Linked DNA regions of Mus musculus: regions 1, 2 and 3 are each linked to region 4. Evidence: chromatin contacts called from public HiChIP or PLAC-seq and Micro-C data. All regions are on one chromosome and are shown on one strand. The core of a region is the stretch at or near the end of the contact, and the rest is flanking DNA. Distances in the headings are between cores, read along the strand shown.

The links. A called contact is a pair of places that touch in the nucleus more often than the background predicts. HiChIP or PLAC-seq counts read pairs in DNA pulled down with a chosen protein or histone mark.
Region 1: a contact with region 4 is called in a Micro-C map of embryonic stem cells, with 2.7 times the contacts expected there. The contact joins the promoter of Gpr176 here to the promoter of Ankrd63 in region 4. A contact is called at or near these places in 2 of 39 promoter capture datasets (cranial neural crest and stem cell-derived epiblast-like cells), 7 of 484 Hi-C or Micro-C datasets (CD4 T cells, embryonic stem cells and forebrain) and 2 of 115 datasets of contacts at active chromatin or transcription factors (embryonic stem cells and memory CD8 T cells).
Region 2: a contact with region 4 is called in an H3K4me3 HiChIP or PLAC-seq map of forebrain, with 2.7 times the contacts expected there. The contact joins the promoter of Ccdc32 here to the promoter of Ankrd63 in region 4. A contact is called at or near these places in 1 of 39 promoter capture datasets (neural stem cells), 4 of 115 datasets of contacts at active chromatin or transcription factors (the SCID.adh cell line, bone marrow-derived macrophages, forebrain and 1 more) and 2 of 9 other capture datasets (adipose tissue and macrophages).
Region 3: a contact with region 4 is called in a Micro-C map of embryonic stem cells, with 2.9 times the contacts expected there. The contact joins the promoter of Gchfr here to the promoter of Ankrd63 in region 4. A contact is called at or near these places in 3 of 39 promoter capture datasets (the C10 cell line, the HPC-7 cell line and pre-B cells) and 1 of 484 Hi-C or Micro-C datasets (embryonic stem cells).

Annotation. Positions count from the first base shown.
Region 1 is chr2:118,372,071-118,374,770 of GRCm38.p6, forward strand. Gpr176 (G protein-coupled receptor 176) reads right to left here and starts at 1,349. Exons shown (of 3, transcript NM_201367.3): 1 at 949-1,349. The coding sequence starts at 1,117.
Region 2 is chr2:119,028,071-119,030,770 of GRCm38.p6, forward strand. Ccdc32 (coiled-coil domain containing 32) reads right to left here and starts at 1,323. Exons shown (of 4, transcript NM_199310.2): 1 at 1,247-1,323.
Region 3 is chr2:119,166,431-119,169,150 of GRCm38.p6, forward strand. Gchfr (GTP cyclohydrolase I feedback regulator) reads left to right here and starts at 1,358. Exons shown (of 3, transcript NM_177157.4): 1 at 1,358-1,443. The coding sequence starts at 1,408.
Region 4 is chr2:118,702,709-118,705,408 of GRCm38.p6, forward strand. Ankrd63 (ankyrin repeat domain 63) reads right to left here and starts at 1,255. Exons shown (of 1, transcript NM_001081971.1): 1 at 1-1,255. The coding sequence starts at 730. It also overlaps a transcript of Plcb2 not described here.

The sequences.
Region 1 (2,700 bases), core at 99-2,598, 330 kb before region 4:
CCATTGTGCTTGCCAAACCTCAATGGAAAGCAGTCTGATTGTACTGTTTATTGTTTAAAGAGTTGCCCTAAAAAGCAAGAGCCATTTAAGAGTAGGGGGGAGGAAAGATGAGTCTCACCCTAACCCACACACATTTTACTAGCCATTGCACAAGAAATTACAAGAACAGTAATTCTTTCATCCTTTTTATGTCCTGCAGCTCTTTTTGAAAACGGATCCAGTGCCCTGTAACAGAGTAGCGCAGTTCATTTTGGTCAATTTATTTTCTTTAATCCCCTCTGAACAAGGGAGGAAATCTATAATCTTCTGTGAGTGGTTTGAGACATTTGTTGTTGGTTTTTTTTTTTTTTTCTTATCTCTGTTATGCACTTAAAATACAGGTGGAGGAGTCCAGTGGGTTTCGTTTTACTCAAAGATTGTAAAATTATCTGAAGACAATGTAAAGTTTAACTTCACACGCTCTTAAAAAAAAAAAAAAAAAAAGTCCCCGTTACTAGAAACAAACCAAAACTGACATGTAAAATAGAGCTCTCTCAAAAATAATTATCTTATATCGGAAATAGTAGCGCAAAAACACATTTTTGACTGAGTTAACATTCCTTCATCAGTCACAAATTCCCCGGGAATCGTTGCTCCTATTTGTAAACAAGAGCTAGAGGCAGCGATGCTCCCGGGCACCAGAAGGTAAGCGGTGATGCGCGGAGTCTGAAGCTTTGGACAAGGGCTGTCTGGACAGGTCTTTCGCCAGAACCCTGTACCTGTACCATCCTGCCAAGAGAAGCCCTGTCCCAACTCTTCTGCTTCCAGCCTCCAGGCTGGAGGTGACCGTCCTTGCTTAACTTAAACCTCCTTCAACTCCCCGCACATGGCCAGGCACCCCGCACCCCACGGCAGCTCTTGTGTCCTCGGGAAAGTCCGGCCCGCTGGTGGCCCCGCGGGTTGGCTTACCCAGTAGCGAGCCAATGAAGATGACGACCTGCACGGTGGTGGTGAACTGGCGGTACAGCTGAGCCTCGCTCAGCTCCCCGAACGCGCTGAGGTTGGCGCCAGCCTCGGCGCCCGACGTGTTGCGCGGGTGGCTGGTGTTCGGTGACACCCAGCTGCTGTTGTGCCCCATAGCGAAGCCCGGGGTTTGCGCTCGTCCGCCTGGCCTCTGAGCCCAGCGCACAGCCGCTCCTGCCCCGGGCGTGGAGGGACCGACGCTCGGGAGCCAGGCAGCGTCCTGCAGAGCCGGCCAGCCGGCTAGCCCCTCACGTCTGCTCATCGCCTAGCCAGCCATCCGCGAGGAGGGGTGGGAGGGAGGTGCGGCCGCGCCCCATGCCTGCTCCCCCCTGGGCCCGTCAGCAACCACATGGAGGCGGCACGGTCACAGAGCATCGCTGGGCCCTCCTCCCGAGGGGGGGGGAGGGGGCGGGCAGCGCGGCCAAGCCCACCCAGCACACACATCGGTGGCTGCGGAGGACCCCGCGCACGCTCTGATCCTCTCTCCCTAGTGGGATGGGAGCATTTGGCTGAAGCTATATTTCAATGCCGCTAGTAGCTTCGAAGCTGGGGCGGTGCGAATCCCCATGAAATGCCCCAGCCTAGTGATCATAGCTGGGAAGGTGGGGGCTAAACCAAGGGCAGCCAAGGCTGGGCAACAGGCCCTGAGTGTCCACAGCTTGGCCCCCGCACACTCGGCTGAACGCCAGGACTCTGGGACGCTCAGCTGGGGTCTAATCCCCAGGGCTGCCTGAACCCCTGGAGCCGGCTCTGCACCCCCCGCCACTTTGCCTTTACAAGCCGCCCCCACCCTTGGCCTCAGCCCCACCACTCCAGGTCGGATCTTGGCTTGGACAGATTGTCGTGACCTAGCAGGGACCAGGTAGGATGCCCCTAGCGGGGCAGAGCCGCCGCCCGCTCTGCAGCCGGGCTCCCAGCGCGTGCCTGGGGCAGTCGGGGCCGCGCGGCAGGCAGGCGAGGTCACGTGACGCACGACCCACCCCCTCACGCTGCTGGTGAGGGACGTAGCGCCATTTTGCCCCAGTGGAGCGTGACTTCGTCGCGGGGCGCGTGGGAGGCGCGCAGTTTCAGTATCTAGCTGCTGAAGGATGCACTGCGTTTGCTGCTGTGGTTACTGCCCCAGCGTCCTTAGAGGTACAGCCTGCAGGCTCTATATCATTTGCCACTGCCATCTGGGCAGGGAGCCCAGCCTCCCGGGCCCTCCGTCAAGTCAAAGCCTTGTCCATCTTCGAAAGGTGGACTAAAGGAACCCACTGATGGTTTCCCAGGCCCTTTCATTGGGCCTCACCTCCACACGGGGCACTGCTAATGAATTCAGCGATGAAGACTTGGAGGGGGTTTCCTGCAGGCTGATGTAAATTGGGAAGTTGGGATAAGCAGGCATACAAGAAGAAATAATAAGGCAGGAGGAGTGAAATGGAAACAAGGAACTAAGAGAAGGATCAAGGGAAGAAAAATATAGAAATGAGCCAGGCATGGTGGTGCATACCTCTAATCCCAGAGTTTTGGAGGGAGAGGCAAGAGAATTGGGAATTTGCTACAAAATAAATTGGCAGGCTTGAATATGTGAGACCTTTCACGGCAAAAAAAAAAAAAAAAAAAAAAAAAAAAGTGGAGGTCACCTTGATCCCCAAATTTGAGACACACATTCTTTATGAAAATACAGAACCAGGGACAAGGTAACATCGGTCTTACGGT
Region 2 (2,700 bases), core at 73-2,572, 330 kb after region 4:
GCTGCCTCACAACAGCCTTCACCTACAGGATGAGGCTCCACAAATGAATCTGAGAAGCTACAGCCCCAGCCCTTGCATTTTACATATTCAATGAACACAAGACTCTCTATGTTCCCATGGTGCATCCGTGGCTAACTACTGTGCTGTCTGCAGACCTCCCTCATACAGCTGTTCTATCATGGTCAGTTAGGGTGTCTTCAGTGGGACACAGACTGACAGTCTTACATTGTCCCTCACATGTGAAAACAGCAAAAATGGGCTTGGTGAAAAGTCATCATAGCGCAAGGTTAAGTGTGTATTACAGTGGCAGCAGGGCTGTGTACTTCAAGTTCCTCCACACCCCTATTCATACTTTTTCCACTTTATTTTTTTATTATTACTATTTTAATTGCCCATATTTTTGCTGTAAAGTGCGATAATTGAATAAGTGTATGCAATGTGTATTCAACCAAATAATTAGCACTGAATGTAAATAATGAAAGAGAGGCATTCTCATCATTTTAGAGACACATTTAGGAATGGTGAAGCACATCTGTACTCCTGCACTAAGGAGTCTGAGGCAGAAAAGAGCATGAATTCCAGGAGCTGGTGAGGAAGAAGGAAGTGGAGCAGGAAAAGGGCGAGGAAGAAGCAGGAAGAGGAAATAACAAGATCAAATGAGCAGTTTGCTCAAAGCAGCATTGCTGGTATATGATGTTTTGCTTCCAAATCCTTATTTTCACCCAGCACCAACACTATGCCTGCTTGGGAAACACACTGAAAGTCGCCCACGCCGAGATGGGAGAAGGGCTATGCATAGAGTCTAGGGGCTTCCATAACCATCTAGGTTTATGGAATCGGTCGACGCCTTCTTTTAAGAGGGCTTTTAAAGATCAGGAAAGCTGACAAGGGCAAAGTCTGAATTCCAGCCAAGTCCAGCCAGCGCGAGGGCCCAAAGTAGATAGTAGTAGAAGGTCAGATATGTCACGAAGTCCTTAGAATCTCCGTGGAAGTACTCTACACACCCAAACCCCAAGTCTGCACTCACTCGGGGGTGGGGTGGGGTGAGGCATGTCCCTGACCCCGGGAACCTTCAGAACGGTAGAGGAAAACGTGTGTCCAGATCCCAGGCCTCAGTCACCCCGGCCTAAACAAATCACTGGTCTTGACGATCCGGCCCCTGATACCCTCAGTTGTGTTTCGGGGTCAGGCCATAGTAGGAGATGCTAAACACGGGACACCGCGGCCCCTCACCTACCGCAATTACCTGCCCAGCAGTTTCCAAACGCCCGGCTCAGGTTTGTCGCTGGCAGTCAGGAAGAATCGGGGAGGGGCGGAGTCTCTGAGTGACGGAGCTGAGAAGCCCTCCAATTGATGTCTGATTTTCTGTCGTTCTATGAGTTGATTGGTAAAATAGTTAATGACGCCCAGAGGCGGGCAATCGGTGGGCGGAACTAGTGGTTGCCAGGAAACGATGGAATCTCCTGTCCAGAGTTTAGTACCTTAACTCTCCAGGACCGGATTGATTCTTTGCAGGCTCCAGAGTTCCAGCTTTTCACCACCCATCCCAGACTCGGCTAGGGAAGCCAGTTTTCTAGACTTTTCTTGGTCCCCAGAGATCTTGATTTCTAAAGTCCTTCTGAAATAAGGTCCCTGCTTATCTTACAAAACTAGATGGTCCTCAAAGCCCCAAGGCTCTAGGCGCATCCCCTTCCAACGGCCCTTGCTTGGATTGTTTTCAGTGTGTATCCCAATATTAGGTGAAAATACAGATTTGGGGTCAGTAAATCGTGTATCAATTATCTCCCAAACAATCCTCTGAATATTTGTGTTACCTTTACCTCGTGACTATCTCAAGTTAGAGCATGTCAGTGACTTAGGATATCGGGGCCTCAATTCACTGACTCCTGAGACTTCATTTAGTTAAAAAAAAAATACTAAGCTCCTACTCTGCTATAGGTATTGTGAGTGTGAATTCAGAACACAGAAGACTTGTTATGGTGGGGCTGGAGAGATGGCTCAGTGGTTAAGAGCGCTGAATGCTCTTTCATTGGTCCTGAGTTCAATTCTCAGCAACCACATGGTGGCTCACAACCATCTGTAATGGGGTCCAATGTCCTCTTCTGGTGTCTGAAGACAGCTACAGTGTACTCATATACATAAAATAAATATATATTTTTAAAAAGACGTCTTATGGGCCCCAGCTTAGTGTAGGAGGAGGTCCACCAGACAGACAGACAAATGTACAAATGGCACCAAAGACGTATGGAAGATGATGGTAGTGTGGGAAGGGGGAGAGAGAGAGAGAGTTTATAACACCTTCAATAGCCAGATGTAGTAGTGCCTGTAACCCTAGCATTCTAAAGCTGAGGGCATGAGGCTGTGGAGTTCTAGGTCAATCTGAACTGCAAGTGAAAATCCTATCTAAAATTAAAACTATCTCTCTTACACAGCCTCCAATGATTGTCAACATGTTTCTTTGGTTATTCCTTGTTCCCAATGATTAAAAAAATGTTGGGGTAACTTTAAAAAAAATTATATGTATGTCTTCCATTTGGTGTCTGTAGAAGGTTGTGAGACTCCTGGTGTGGGTGCTGGGAACTGAATCTGGTCCTTTGGAAGAGCAGCAAGCACTCTTAACACCTGAGCCCCATTATTCCCACTTTCTAGAGCTGTTACTCCGTCACAAAGAAAGCTGTGATGGACAATATCAGCCAATCA
Region 3 (2,720 bases), core at 108-2,607, 460 kb after region 4:
GTCTCTCTGTCTCTCTCTGTCTCTCTCTGTCTCTGTCTCTCTGTCTCTCTGTCTCTGTCTCTCTCTCTGTCTCTCTCTCTGTCTCTCTCTCTCTCTGCCTCTCTCTCTCTCTCTCTCTCTCTCTCTCTCTCTCTCTCTCTCTCTCTCTTCCTTCCTGTTGCTGAGATAAAATACTCAAAACAAACAACAACCACCACCACAACAAGCCCAGCATCTTAGGGGAAAAAGAGCTTATTTTATCCCAGCTCTCAGTTCCGGCTTACAACGGAGCTTAGGATCAAACTCAGCGAACCATGGAATCAGCGGAGCATCATCCCAGCCCCTGTAGGGGTTCTTGATAGGTTCCCTGATGAGACTTTTATTTTCACCGTCCCAGGACTGAGGGTTAAATTTAGAACCTCAGTTTTTGCCCTCTACCTCTGCATTACAGCACGTCCCTTTCTGCCTCTTTAACGAGCTCTTTGTTAAACATAGATGCGTCTTATCCCTCTCGCTAATTGTTGGGGTGCGAGAGCTGGTGCCGGACAGGAAGAGGATCATATAAATACATCAGACCAGTTAGGTAAGAAGGTCAGGTTTCCAGGCCAGGGGCGGGGCGTGTTCCAGGGCAACTGGTTATATGCTTTTCCAGGGCAACTATTTTGTTCGTCTTTGCTTTTTAGGGAACCAATCAGAATGAGTCGGTTGAAGAATGTTGACCTGTCTACTTCTAGATGAGGGCGTGGACCAGCTAGTTGTGAACTCGCCGCCCTCTCTTGGGCATCAGGCTTAGGGATCGACGTTTCTATGCCTCAGGTGTTACCCTGTGATCTGCGCGTGCTCCCAAGGCTCCCTGCAGGAGGAACAGGTTCCGCGCCTTTACAGCCAGAGGACTGGCACCCAGCCAAGAGTGTAGATGATGCACAGACTTAATTTGCAGGGCCATAGATAGGCATGCAAAGACCCGCAGCCACACTTGAAAATGACAGACCCCAGGACAGACCCCAGGACGCAGGACTGCCCAGGACCTGACACTCGCGTCTCGCCTCGCCTCGTGCACTTAAGTTCACAAGGCACGCGTCCTGGTGAGGACACGCAGTCCCCGCTTCCCTTTAGTCCTCAGCGCAGTTTTCGCTCTGCTACGTTTTAGGGACAGGCGGAAACCGACTGGCATCCGCCGGACTTTGGAGCCTGAGCATGGAGGTATTGCAGGAAGAGGGCAAAGGGGCGACAGGCACCCTGTACGCCATGGCCACAACTCCTAGTGAAGTCCGCGGGGACACGCCCGCTTCCAGGTCTCTGGGGCGGCGGGACCGCGGCGCGCGCTCCTGATTGGCTCGTGCAGTGTCCGCACGGCCGCCAAGCGCCGCCCGCGGACAGAGCAGGGAGTAACGGGACTGTGGTCGCGGGCAGCCCCAGCCACGCACCATGCCCTATCTGCTCATCAGCACTCAGATCCGTATGGTGAGTACCTGGAGTGGGTGACAGCGACAGCCACTCTAAGGGACTTTCCTGATGGTCCCGCAACCGGCCTACCACGCCCCCGCGGCGCGGACACCAGGCAGGGTCAGGCGACTGGATGGGCAGGGAGTTCCGCGGGGACACCCACGACCCGCTTCACAAGCGCTGCAGCCAGGGCCCGCACGCCAAAGGCCAAGCTAAGCTGCGCACACAGCGGCTCACCTGTAGCCCCCTCCAGGCAGGGCTCGTTCTGATGCAGAGAGAATTCGGGTTAGAGGTGGAGAGGGCTGCGGGCAGCCTGGAGAGCACCACGCGGGGGTCTGAGGTCACGCTTCTCTAGGTGAAGTTTCGGGGGGGGACATGGGAGGGAGGTGGTACTGGCTGCTTTATAAGTCTCCTCAAATCCCCTTTCAAAGGATACCTGGTGCCCCCCCACCCCCACAGCTAAATAGCTGGGCGCGCTACCCCATCCTATTCCAATGCCCAGCGGTAGGTACAAATCTAGCTCCCAGGGGATAGCCAGGAGTAGTGGGCTCAGCATGAAACAGGAGAGGTCTTGACAATACCCAAAGGGCCATGAAAACCTGTACAGTTGTTGAAATCTGGATTGCTGGGCACATTCACCTCTCTTCCTCCTCAAATAATTTTTTAAAATTCTTTCCAAGTTTTCTTTCTTTGTTTTTTAGAGTTTTATTTATTTATTTTATGTATATGAGTATACTGTAGCTGTACAGATGGTTATGAGACTTCATGTGGTTGTTGGGAATTGACCGGTCAACCCCAGTCACTCAGGCCCAAAGATTTATTTATTATAAATCAGTACACTGTAGCTGTATTCAGATGCACCAGAAGAGGGTGTCAGATTTCATTGTGGGTGGTTGTGAGCTACCATGTGAGATTTGAACTCAGGACCTTTGGAAGAGCAGTCAGTGCTCTTACATGCTGAGCCATCTCACTAGCCTTCTTTCCAAGTTTTGTGTATGTGTGTGACAGGGTCTCATGTAACACAGGCTGGCCTCAGTTTGTTATGTATTGGAGGCTAGCCTTGCTTCCCAATTACTGGGATTACAGGCATGTCCCACCAGGCATGTCCTACCTGGCTTGGTTCTCTTAAATTATGGAGGTTTTGTTGTCTGTCTGTCTGTCTGTCTGTCTTTCTGTCTGTTTTTTTCCTTTGGGGGGGGCGGGGAGCGGAAATTCAAGACAGGATTTCCCTGTGTAGGCCCATCTGTCCTGGAACTATGTAGACCAAGTTGGCCTTGAACTCAAGAGATCCACCT
Region 4 (2,700 bases), core at 5-2,504:
CAAGCTCGCCTCCGTGGCCGTGGCCATGGCCGTGACCGTGACCGTGGCCGCCGGCAGCTCGCGCAAACCGTGCCAAAAGAGGGCGCGGTAAACGACGGGGACTGGGTCGTCGCCGCTCTGGGCTGGGCGCCGGGGCAGGGTGGCCAGGGGGACTGTCGGAGTTGGAACCCCGGGCCGCTGCCGCAGCGGCTGCCCGACCCCAAGGCCCGGTGAGGGCTTGCACACAGGTCCCGTGGCCGCGGGAGGCAGCCAGCTGCAGTGCGGTGAGGCCCGCCCGGTTGGTGCGGTCAAGGCGTAAGCCCAGGCGGCGGAAAGAGCGCACCAAGAACTCCAGCACCGCCCCGTGGCCGCACGCCGCCGCCCACATCACCGGGCTGTTGCCCGCCGAGTCCGTCGCCTCCGGATCGCCGCTGAACTGCACCAGGAGCTGCACGGCGTCTAAGTGGCCTCGCTCGCAGGCCAGGCTGAGTGCAGTGCGGCCCCGCTCGTCCCGCAGGTTCACGGCTGCACCTTGCTCCAGCAGCAGTCGCACGAAGCGCGAGCGCATCGCGGGGTCCGGCAGCCCCACGGCCACCATAAGCGGCGTCCGGCCCTGCTCTGCGCGGCAGTCGATGATGCTGCGGTCCAGCGCGTCCAGCACGAAACGGGCCAAGTGCACTTTGCCGGCCTGCATGGCCTCAAGGAAGGTGCGCGTCCCCGCTCGGGGACACAGGTCCTTGGGCTTGAGCATGGCTCCGGCCGCCGCGCCCCGGAAGTCCGACGCACGGGGGCGCCCCTGTTCCCTCACCCCACGGGGCTACGGCCCCGGCCCGGACACCGGTACCGCTCTTTCCAAGCGGCGTGTAGGTGGCTGCAACCAAGTGTCCTGCAGTTCCCGCTCAGGTCTCCCTACCGCTCGGCTGCCTCGCCGCTCCCAGGGCGTCTTGCTTTTCCTCCCTGGCCCCCCACGCCTGGAGGTGTGGGCTGCTGGCTGCTTCGACTCCCGCTCAAGCTCCAAGCTCGGCCTCCTCAACTCTTGGGCCCTCTTCCCTGTATCCGACGCCCCTTGGTCCCTCGTGGCTTGGAGCAACGCCACTCACCCGCACCCCGGGCAGCCCCTGCTCCCCTGTTGAGCGGGTGGCTCCCGCCTGGCGCGCCTGCCTCCTGCCTCGGCGGGGAGCGCCGCTCCTCCAGCTCCCAGAGCCTCTCCCCGCCTCCTCCTTTCTTGCGGGGGCCGGGACGCTTGCTTTTTTACTTGGGGGGCTCGGCGGCTCCTGAGGTGCCCGACGCCTAGATACCTGGCTTTATAGCTTCAGGGGTCTCCATGGCAATGGCTGCTCTGGAAGCAGACTGCACCTTCGGGGCAGAGACGGACAGGGCAAGGGAGACCGCCCCTGACCCCCACCCCTTCGTGGGCCACGAAGTTGGGGAGCGGCTCCTCCTCCGCGCTCCCCTGGGAATGCGGCGGCGGTTGCGGGGCGGGGGTGGAGGCTGCTCGCCGGGGGCCACATGCACCCGGCGGGGCCAATCCTAAAGTCTCAGTCATCTTTCCCCGCCCCCCGCCTCCGCCGGAATCGGTAGCCTCCGCTGCTTAGAAACTGGCGGGAGCTCCTGCCATCGGTTTTAGGTTAAAGGGACTGGGACCCCACGAGGACAGGACTGGACAGTGCACCAGCTTGAGGTGGGCAAGAGACAGAGGAAAAGTAATTTGGGGTATGAGGCATTTGTGCTCCGGACTGAGGGCGCTCAGTCTGGCTGATAACTGCCATCTAAAGTGCAGCGAATCACAGCCACACACAATTGTGCCTCCCGCACGCGCTCACTCAGAGAAGGGCGGGGGTGCATTCTCCAATCTCAGACGTCTCCAAACCTGACAGCGCGCCCGCGTGCCAGCTCCACGGTTGATCGGTCGCTGTGGAGCAAGTTGACTTAGACACTGGCCGCTCTGACCCAGGGCAGGTGCCTTAGGACCCGAGAGTATGCAGGCATTTGGACTTCCCAGGCACTACCTCCTATCTCCTCAAAGATGGGCTAGTTAGGGTCTAGGAAAGGACAAAAGACACAAGCAAGAATTCCCTGACAGGGCTGGGTTCTCTTGAGCACAAAACCATCTTTAGGCCACAGAGCGCTAGACCTGGCCCCTACAGAAAGGAGACAGCCTGAGATTTTTTTTTTTTTTCAATCAGATGTGTGGAAAACCTACTTCCTTTGGACAATCAGCTCATGGGCGCTAGAGACGGGGAATACTGAAGGCCTAGCAGAGTCTTACAATGAGTGCCCCACAAGCTCCCAGGACTAGAGAAAGGGCTTGAGAATAGTTGAAATGGAGTTTATTTGTAGAATAAGTGAAGAGCTAGGGACTTTTCGCAGCTGGTCGAGTATTTGCCCAGTATACACGAAACGATTGGTTTGATTCATTCCCAGGATGAAGCCAGGTGTGGTGCTATAAGCTAACAACCCAGCACTTGAGAGATGGAGGCAGGAGGCTCAGAAGTTCCAAGATCATCCTCAGCTACAGTTAGGTTGAGGCCAGCCTGGGCTACATGAGACCCTATGGTTGTGTTTCCAGCAATGGGAAACACAGATGCACAAACTGAATGAATGAGACTTGTCTTCTCAGTCAGGAAGACGAACCCAGGACTGAGAACATCTGCTAAATGCAAACTCAAAACAGCCATTGGATGGAAGGACAAATGATGGGAAGGAGAGGGAACTAAGATC